3 separate regions of the Mus musculus genome follow, and all the other regions are linked to region 2. Evidence: chromatin contacts called from public ChIA-PET and HiChIP or PLAC-seq data. All regions are on one chromosome and are shown on one strand. The core of a region is the stretch at or near the end of the contact, and the rest is flanking DNA. Distances in the headings are between cores, read along the strand shown.

Region 1 (2,941 bases), core at 352-2,851, 450 kb before region 2:
TGGGTTGGAAAGCAGGTATTTCTAGCTGAAAGAAAGGCTCATGGCCAAAGATGTGCTCTGTGGATATATAATCATGCCACCGCACTCAGCAAAGTCTGAGTAGTGGTGCAATGGGGGAAATTTTAGCAATACTTCAGATGTAGAGGAACTGGGGATAAAACTTATGTAATCCCTGTAGCCCCAAACACCTAGACAACAAAAGACAAGTGTGGGGGTACAGGGCTGCTCAGAAGCAGCTATTGTGAGCATGCAAGTCCAGCGAGGCTTAAAAATATGTCAAACTTCAATATCACTTGAGAAGGGGAAGTGGCTTCTTTATGTTTTAGTAATCTTTAGGTGTTTCTTAATGACTATTATTATTATTATTATTATTATTATTATTATTATTATTATAGCATTACTTTTAGGTATCAAATCTACCAATTCAACCTACCAGGCCAGTTTAGTCTGGCCTTCTCATGATGCACTGTGGCAGGATGGTTGCAAATGCAAGGCCTGGTTCAGCTACATGTGAGGTCCTGTCTCTAAAATCATTTTTCCCTCTCAGCTTTGATGAGACCTGTGTTGTGTGAAGTCTTTGTGTCAGGCATTGTGATGATAGAGTATATGAGGGTAACACTCAATGTCTCATGACAGGCATTTCACACTCCGGGTCTGCATCAGCCTGCATCCCACCCAATCCTCACCGACAGCCTGACCATGTCAAATGCTCTAACACACAGCACAGAAAAGGACTATGCAGGATTGAAGTCTGCTTGACAGCACTGGAGAAGTGTGTACAGGAAGCCGACACCTAGCTGGATATAAAGACTGAGGTTCTGTAAGTGGGAGAAAGAAGGCGCACACTAGCATGCACATATCGAGTGTTCTGCTGGGATGGAGTCGCTCTCTATGAGGTGGGGAACAGCTTGGCTTGAGGCAAGTGTCACGGAGATCATGCATGTGTTGGCGCTGTGCATAGAGAGCCTAAATAAACTTGATTTTCATCCAAGCATTCAGTATTATAGACATCATTTATTAAAAATCATTCATATTTTCATAACTTGATTTCTCATGCCTCAGCCAAAGACGTGCATTTTGAGAATAAAAATTATAAATATAATCACATCACTGTCAGGAAATCTGCTAAGTGTTTCCCATGTGTGAAGCACAGGTGCCTCATGAGAACCATGCAATAGCTCCTTATCGTCATTATACAGTTCAGCTAGCCGACATGGAGCAATATTCTATAGCTTCTCCAAAGTCACATGTGTGAGGAGGTGAAACAAATTCCACAATGTTAAGTGCAGACTTAATTCTCACCCTGTGGGCAGGCCAAGCCAGGGAGTGCCTCAACTACTTGTAGTTAATCAACTGTGCCACTAGATGGCAGAACCAGTCCAATTTGGAGAGCGCTCTGCCTGGGTGTGGCCGTGGCACTTAGCAATGGCTAGAAATGGCTGTCACTTTCAAGTTTAGTAGATCCGAGTCTGAAATAATATCCTTCCTAAGTAATTAAATTTTGCATAGAAATGTTTTTATTTGAAGTCAAGCCTTACACACATTCAAAGTAATTGTCCATGAAAGAAAATTGAAGGGATCCATATTTGGATCGCCATTTCGCCCTTCACAGGGAGAGTTGTAATCCTAGCGAAGAAAACAAAAGATATCTCTGGTCTCTAGTGGCCACAGCACTCTCCACTCCATCTGCTCCAGTAAATCTGGGATGGTTTGCCTTGGGGCGTGTCTTCTTGGGGGTCTTGACTTTGACCACGCCTCTTATCGTGTTGGATCTGCAGATACTGTACTTATATTAGACTAAATAGGTACAAATATCTTACAGGAAGACACACAGCTGTGCAGGGCCTGATTTTGCCCTGTTGTCTTGTGATTCAGTTCTTCAAGTGAGTTAAGGTAAATCTCACCAAACTTTGCTCTAATATCACAGATCTACATCTCATTCACAGCACTGATGCCTAAAATTTCTCTGCTAGAATTATCTTCCACCTTGCTAGCTAGTTGTTCCCATCAACCTGAACAAGCTAGTGTCGTTTTGGAAGAGGGAACCTCAACTGAGAAAATGTCCCGACCAGATTAGCCTGAGGTACGTTTTCTTGATTGATGATCGATGCGAGAGAGCCCAGCTAACTATGAGTAGTGCCAGCGCTGGCCTGGCGGTCCTGGGTGCTACAAGAAAGCAGGCTGAGCAAGTCATACGGAGCAAGCCAGTAAGCAACACCACTCCACAGTTTGTGCATCAGCTCTGGTCTCCAAGTTCCTGGCCTGACTTCCCGCAACAATGGAGTGACTTCAGAAGTAAAAGATGAAATAAATCCTTTCCAACCCAATTTATTCATGGTCATGTTCTATCACAGCAATAGAAATCCAAGCCACCCATCCTACTGAATGCCACAGATACTCTACAGGACTACTTCCAGTAGCCCTGGCTAAGACATGGCTCTAACCAAATTGCTACACAGTGGGGCCTTTGTGAAAATGGAAAGTTCACGACAGGGACACAGTGGCAACATGCATCAGGCTGAGTCACGTCGAGTTCAGGTCACAACATAGCCACAGGAACCATGAGAATCCTTGGCTAAGCGTTTCTTTTCCTCAGAAAGACTGTGACTCTGCACTCTCTCCCGCCCCAGGCCAACTCCCCAGCCTTGGTTAACAGAACAACAGCAGCAAGGACAACAACAAAAAATCCCAAGCAGAAAACAAGCTATCAGTGAATACAAAGAGGAACTTGTAATTGCAAAAAATATAAAAATGTGACATGAGAAGCATTCAGAGCCTCGTTGAATAAAGAGTAGCGTTTGTCACCCATTGTCAAGGCTCTGTCTTAAGATTTTGTTGACTGTACTCTGATGTCATGCTAATGTATGTAAAAGAATAATTGTGGTTTTGCAATGTTGCATCCTTGAGTGGCACACAGTAACAATATGTGATACTTAAGTAC
Region 2 (2,700 bases), core at 97-2,596:
TGCTACAGTGTCCCGTCTGTAAGGTATGGGCAGGTATGGAAAGGCCCGTGCTACAGTGTCCCGTCTGTAAGGTATGGGCAGGTATGGAAAGACCCGTGCTACAGTGTCCCGTCTGTAAGGTATGGGCAGTTATGGAAAGACCCGTGCTACAGTGTCCCGTCTGTAAGGTATGGGCAGGTATGGAAAGACCCGTGCTACAGTGTCCTGTCTGTAAGGTATGGGCAGTTATGGAAAGGCCCGTGCTACAGTGTCCCGTCTGTAAGGTATGGGCAGGTATGGAAAGGCCCGTGCTACAGTGTCCCGTCTGTAAGGTATGGGCAGGTATGGAAAGACCCGTGCTACAGTGTCCCGTCTGTAAGGTATGGGCAGTTATGGAAAGACCCGTGCTACAGTGTCCCGTCTGTAAGGTATGGGCAGGTATGGAAAGACCCGTGCTACAGTGTCCTGTCTGTAAGGTATGGGCAGGTATGGAAAGGCCCGTGCTACAGTGTCCCGTCTGTAAGGTATGGGCAGGTATGGAAAGGCCCGTGCTACAGTGTCCCGTCTGTAAGGTATGGGCAGGTATGGAAAGGCCCGTGCTACAGTGTCCCATCTGTAAGGTATGGGCAGGTATGGAAAGGCCCGTGCTACAGTGTCCCGTCTGTAAGGTATGGGCAGTTATGGAAAGGCCCGTGCTACAGTGTCCCGTCTGTAAGGTATGGGCAGTTATGGAAAGGCCCGTGCTACAGTGTCCCGTCTGTAAGGTATGGACAGGTATGGAAAGGCCCGTTCTCCTTCTTTGCCTAAGCAAAGGATTAAGTTAGATAATAGATGTTTAGCATTTCGCACAGCTCCCAGCTTAAAGCAAATGCTACATGAGCGCCATGGACGACTTCCGTCCCCAGAACACTAGAAACTGGGAACACTAAAGAGGTGGAGGCAGGAGGATTTCAAGGTCATCTGCTGCCACATAGAAAGTTTGAAGCCGGCATTGGGTTCACAGAGACCCCTGTCCCCACACAGAGGAGATGTACGTAAATAATGATCAGTACTGGTTCTTGATACTATGGTGTGGTAATGTTTTATACTCTTGGCATAAAAGTCTTTGAAGAACACTGTACTTGGACTTTTTAGCCTGTAAGTACAGCATTTGTGAGTTGCTTACTGATAGGCTGGGAGCTGATAGTAAGGCAGGCGATGTATTATGCATCCCACAGCACACTGAAATAAAATGCCATTTCCTTAGGAACAGCTAGAAATACTGGTGCTAATTTTTCCTGTGCTCAGGAAAAGCAAGCACGCTGTGCGCAGCTGCAGTAGGCTAGAGAGCCCTCCAGAAACATGATGTCATCCTAATCTGTGCCGCCAAGGGATGAGCTCATCCAGGCGGGGCCTCTCGGGGCTGCAGCTGTGCCAGCTCCTGACTTGTGATGCTCCTCTTACAGGCTTGCTCACCCTCCCTCCCCTACCCTCCCCTACACCACCCCTGCCTGCTGTGCCAAAGAGACACTGAAGGATGAATTATTTAAGACCCAAGGTGAACTCCTGCCAAAGATAACCAGGCTTCAGAAAGCACTCAAAAAGGAAAATAGAACTGCATGGGCTTTTTTTTTTAATTAGATATTTTCTTTATTTACATTTCAAATGTTATCCCCTTTCCTAGTTTCCCCTCTGAAAATCCCGTTCCCCCCTCCCCCTTCTCCCCAACCCACCCACTCGGTTCCTGGTCCTGGCATTCCCCTATATTGGGGTATAGAGCCTTCGCAGGACAAAGGGCCACTCACTCCTCTCATTGATGGTCTTATAAAGGAAAGAACTAAGCAGTTTGTAGAACTGTCGTCAGTGAGAGGACAATGGTGTTGGTTCTCTCTGCCTCTGCTTGCTCTAGGAGCAGTCTGTCCCTCTTCTACTTAAATAATGGCTGAATCTGTGACCGAGTTCAGTGCTGGAACTGAGCCCGCACAGACCTGACCCTGAGCCCCATGGCTGTGGCAGTGACAGCCAAGCAGCTTCCTACACTTTTCCCATTGTACACTGCGGTGACCTTGATTTATGCGCCAGTCGTCCTACATGTCAGCAGTGTAGGTCACCATGGGAGCAGGTACTCTATGTGACCATGGAAACTGTCACCTCTGCAGACCTTAGTTTCTCTATCTATAAAGTAGGGTAATGCAGCCAAGCCTAGATCTGGAGGTGACTGAGCAGGAAGTGAAGACTGGGTGGCTGTCACTGAGCATGGTGCCCGGCCCACACCCTGTCCTGAAGCAACCAGTGCTCATTAATCCAATACCCATATTCTCAACTGCTGGGGGCGGGTGGGGGAGGGCATTAAAAGGAGTGTGTAAAGCTGTCATATTGTATATTTCTGAGAAAATTATTTACACATAATGTTGAATGTTTAGGATGGCGTCATATCATTCTGTGGCACACAGGGTCATTCAGAAGCCAGCCTTTCTGATAGAGCTTTCTGGTTCCTCTCCTGACAGTGTCTCCTGTAACAACAGTTCCCCCTCCCCATAAAAAAGTCTGTTTTGTTTTAGATTTCGTGGAAATGTTGAGTAGCCGCAGAGGGAACTCCCACACCTACCGTCCCTCTGCAGCAGCAGCAGCAGCTTCTGGCAGATTTTCATCTGCTTCCCTTTTTTAAGTGCAGTATTTTAAGAGCAGATTCCAGACATTATATCATTGTTCTCATAATACTTGAGTGTGTTCTACCAAAGG
Region 3 (2,981 bases), core at 457-2,956, 420 kb before region 2:
AATGGTCTGCCTACCACTGTATATAATTGTTTTGTCCTTTCTTAAAAGACATCCATTCTCTTCCATTGCTTCTCTTCCCTCCTTCCCATTTACACCAACCTTCTATTCTGAGAGAGAGAGAATGAGAGAGAGAGAGAGAGAGAGAGAGAGAGAGAGAGAACAGAGACATAGAGACAGAGACACAGAGAGAGGCAGAGAGAGACACAGAGCAAGACAGAGAGAGACACACAGAGACACACAGAGAGAGACAGAGAGACAGAGAAACACAGAGAGACACACACAGAGTGAGACAGAGAGACAGAGAGAGAGACAGACAGACAGACATACAGAGTACCAAGAGTATCCTGGAGCTTCTTTCATTCAGTTTTCAAAAACACACAGAAGCAAACTTTGAGACCGTGTGTCTTGGTCACTATTCTAGTGATGTAAAGAGACACCATGATCATGGCAACTCTCAGAAAGAAAGGCATTTAATTGGGGCTTGTTTACAGTTTCAGGAGTTTGGTCCATTATCATGGTAGGGAGCATGGTGGCACACATGGAGCCATGGTGCTGGAGAGGCAGTTGAGAGCTCTCCAACTGGATCCACAGGCAGCCATTCTTTTTATTATTAATTTATGTATTTATTCACTTTTCATCCCAATTGCAGCCCCCTCCCTCCTCTCTTCTGAGTCTCATCCTCATACATTTCTCCCTCATTACCGCTCCCATTCTCCTCAGAGAAGGGGAAGCCCCACTTGGGTACCAGCCCACCCTGTGGCAACAAGTGAAAGCAAGTCCAAGCACATCAGATGACATCCTTACACAAACTACCAAGCCCACCTAGCTTATTTTATATTCCATCCTCACACACTTCCATTTCACAGAACAAATCACAACTTAATGAGAGACATATATATATATATGTATATATATATATATATGCTTTCTAATAAAACTATCACTCCCATAAAACAACAACTGAGAAACCATGCAGGATTTGCACACGCGTTTCCTCTCAACTTCTGCTCCTGCTCATCCAGGCTCAGATTAGCCTGAAGATAAATTTTTGATCAATTACAAGGGTGATGAAAGAAATTGGCCTGATTATAAGATCAGTGTAAAACTCAGCTAAGCAAGGGCACGCATAGTGTCGGAAGAAACTCAGGTCATCAAGGGTCACCTCCATGGTGGCAGGAGTCTGGGAGAGGTAGATCCAGTCAGTTCCAGAAAGGAATTAACCTGATCCCTAAGCAGCATGTGTGGTGACAAGTGCAGAGGTGAGGCTGAGGCCCAGGTGGCAGCTAGAAGCTTGGCACAAGGAGCTGCTCTCCCGGACTAAGCTTCTCACTTAATGAGCTGCTCTCCCGGACTAAGCTTCTCACTTAATAAGCTGCTCTCCCAGGCTAAGCTTCTCACTTAACTGAGTGAACTTACTAAAGCTTTTCCTGCTTTTCAGGTTTGAGTCCAGAGGTGCAAGGGGCAACAGAAAACAAAACGTGGCTTTCTGCACAAGCCCTTCTTTTCAGAAAATTAGTTCCTGACTTTTGAAATAGTCCCCTAAACTCCAAGTCCCCTAAACGCCAAGTCCCAAACATCACAGCACCTGGAGGAGCCAAGAGTACTCAAAAAGCCTTTCAGAAAATATGCACAGGAAATCAGTAGCAATCACACACAGGAAAGGCGCGGCTCCGTGTGAATTTGATGCTGATTTGATTTTTTTTTTTTTGCAACTCGACAGAAGCTAGCTTGATCTAGGAAGTGGGAACATCCGTTGAGAAAAGGCCTCCATAAGCTTGACTTGCAGACAAGTCTGCAGGGCCTTTAATCATTAATGATTTTTATGGAAGGATCCAACCCACTGTGGGTGGTGCCACCCTTGGGCAGATGGTCCTGGAGTGTATCAAAGAGCAGGCTGACAAACACTGTATGGAAGTCGGGGATTCTTATGGAAGAGTTGGGGGAAGGATTGAAGGCCCTGAATGGGATAGGAACTCTACAGGAAGACCAACAGAGTCAACTAATCTAGATCTTTGGAGCTCTCAGAGACTGAGCCACCAACCAAAGAATATACCCAGGCTGGAACGAGGTCCCTGGCACGTATGTAACAGACATGCAGTTCAGTGTCCATGTGGTGCCTCCAACAACTGGAGTGGAGGCTGTCCCTAAAGCTATAGCCTGACTGTGGAATCTGTTCCCCGACAGGGCTGCCTCGTTGGCCTCAGTGGGAGAGGATATATCTAATCTCGCAGAGACTTGATCCACCAGGGTGGTGGGATACCCAGGGTGGGGCCATCCTCTCCAGAGGAGAAGGGGAGGGTTTTGTGGGGAAGGACTCCGTGAGGGGGAAATCCTATGGAAGCAGAGTGTGGGATGTAAATAAGAAAGTAAATAAATAAATAAATTTAAACGAGTGCAAGCCGAGGGAAGCAAGCCAGTGAGAACCAGTGCCTCCACTTCAGCTCCTGCCTCAGCAACTGACTATAACAGAGACTGTGAGATAAAATGAACTGCTTTAACACAGCGACAGAAAGCAAACCAGAACACGGCTGGCTCGGTGGCTCGGTGGCTCGGTGGTTAAGAGCATGCACTACGCTTGCAGGGGACCCAAGACCAACTTCCAGCACCCATATTGGAAAGCTCACATACACTTGTAATACCAACTCCAGGGTATATGACATGCTCTTCTGGCCTCTACGACACCTGCGTTCATACGCACATACCAATACATATAATTTTAGGAAATGATTTTAAGAAAAGGAAATAAGTCTTAAGTATAAAATAAAATGTAGTTTACTGCTGAAGCCCCAGTGCCAGTACATACCATTCCTATCAACAGAAATCAATGCGACGATTGCAAAGTCAGCATCCTCACAGATGGACTAAGTTCATATTTTCTATACTTCCATTATCCTGAATCTGGACGTGACTGAAAATACATCCAAATTAATGTCCAACATGCTGCAGCTTACGATGTGGTTATAGACTCCTCAGGGAACAGA

The links. ChIA-PET counts read pairs in DNA pulled down with a chosen protein or histone mark. HiChIP or PLAC-seq counts read pairs in DNA pulled down with a chosen protein or histone mark.
Region 1: an H3K4me3 HiChIP or PLAC-seq map of bone marrow-derived macrophages shows a contact between it and region 2, with 6 times the contacts expected there. The contact joins two enhancer-like sites.
Region 3: a contact with region 2 is called in an RNA polymerase II ChIA-PET map of memory CD8 T cells, with 6 read pairs. The contact joins two enhancer-like sites.

Annotation. Positions count from the first base shown.
Region 1 is chr3:9,946,296-9,949,236 of GRCm38.p6, reverse strand. No RefSeq gene overlaps it. Among named protein-coding and RNA genes, the nearest start is that of Gm33273, 62 kb to the right of the region's middle. Within about 2 kb of position 1,601, at least 27 of the 459 cell types and tissues checked have an H3K27ac peak or open chromatin away from gene starts, as enhancers often do. A contact at or near this core is called in bone marrow-derived macrophages, where this site is marked.
Region 2 is chr3:9,499,552-9,502,251 of GRCm38.p6, reverse strand. All of the region lies in intron 2 of Zfp704 (zinc finger protein 704), which reads left to right. Among named protein-coding and RNA genes, the nearest start is that of C030034L19Rik, 98 kb to the right of the region's middle. Within about 2 kb of position 1,346, at least 304 of the 459 cell types and tissues checked have an H3K27ac peak or open chromatin away from gene starts, as enhancers often do. A contact at or near this core is called in bone marrow-derived macrophages and memory CD8 T cells, where this site is marked.
Region 3 is chr3:9,915,621-9,918,601 of GRCm38.p6, reverse strand. No RefSeq gene overlaps it. Among named protein-coding and RNA genes, the nearest start is that of Gm33273, 32 kb to the right of the region's middle. Within about 2 kb of position 1,706, at least 11 of the 459 cell types and tissues checked have an H3K27ac peak or open chromatin away from gene starts, as enhancers often do. A contact at or near this core is called in memory CD8 T cells, where this site is marked.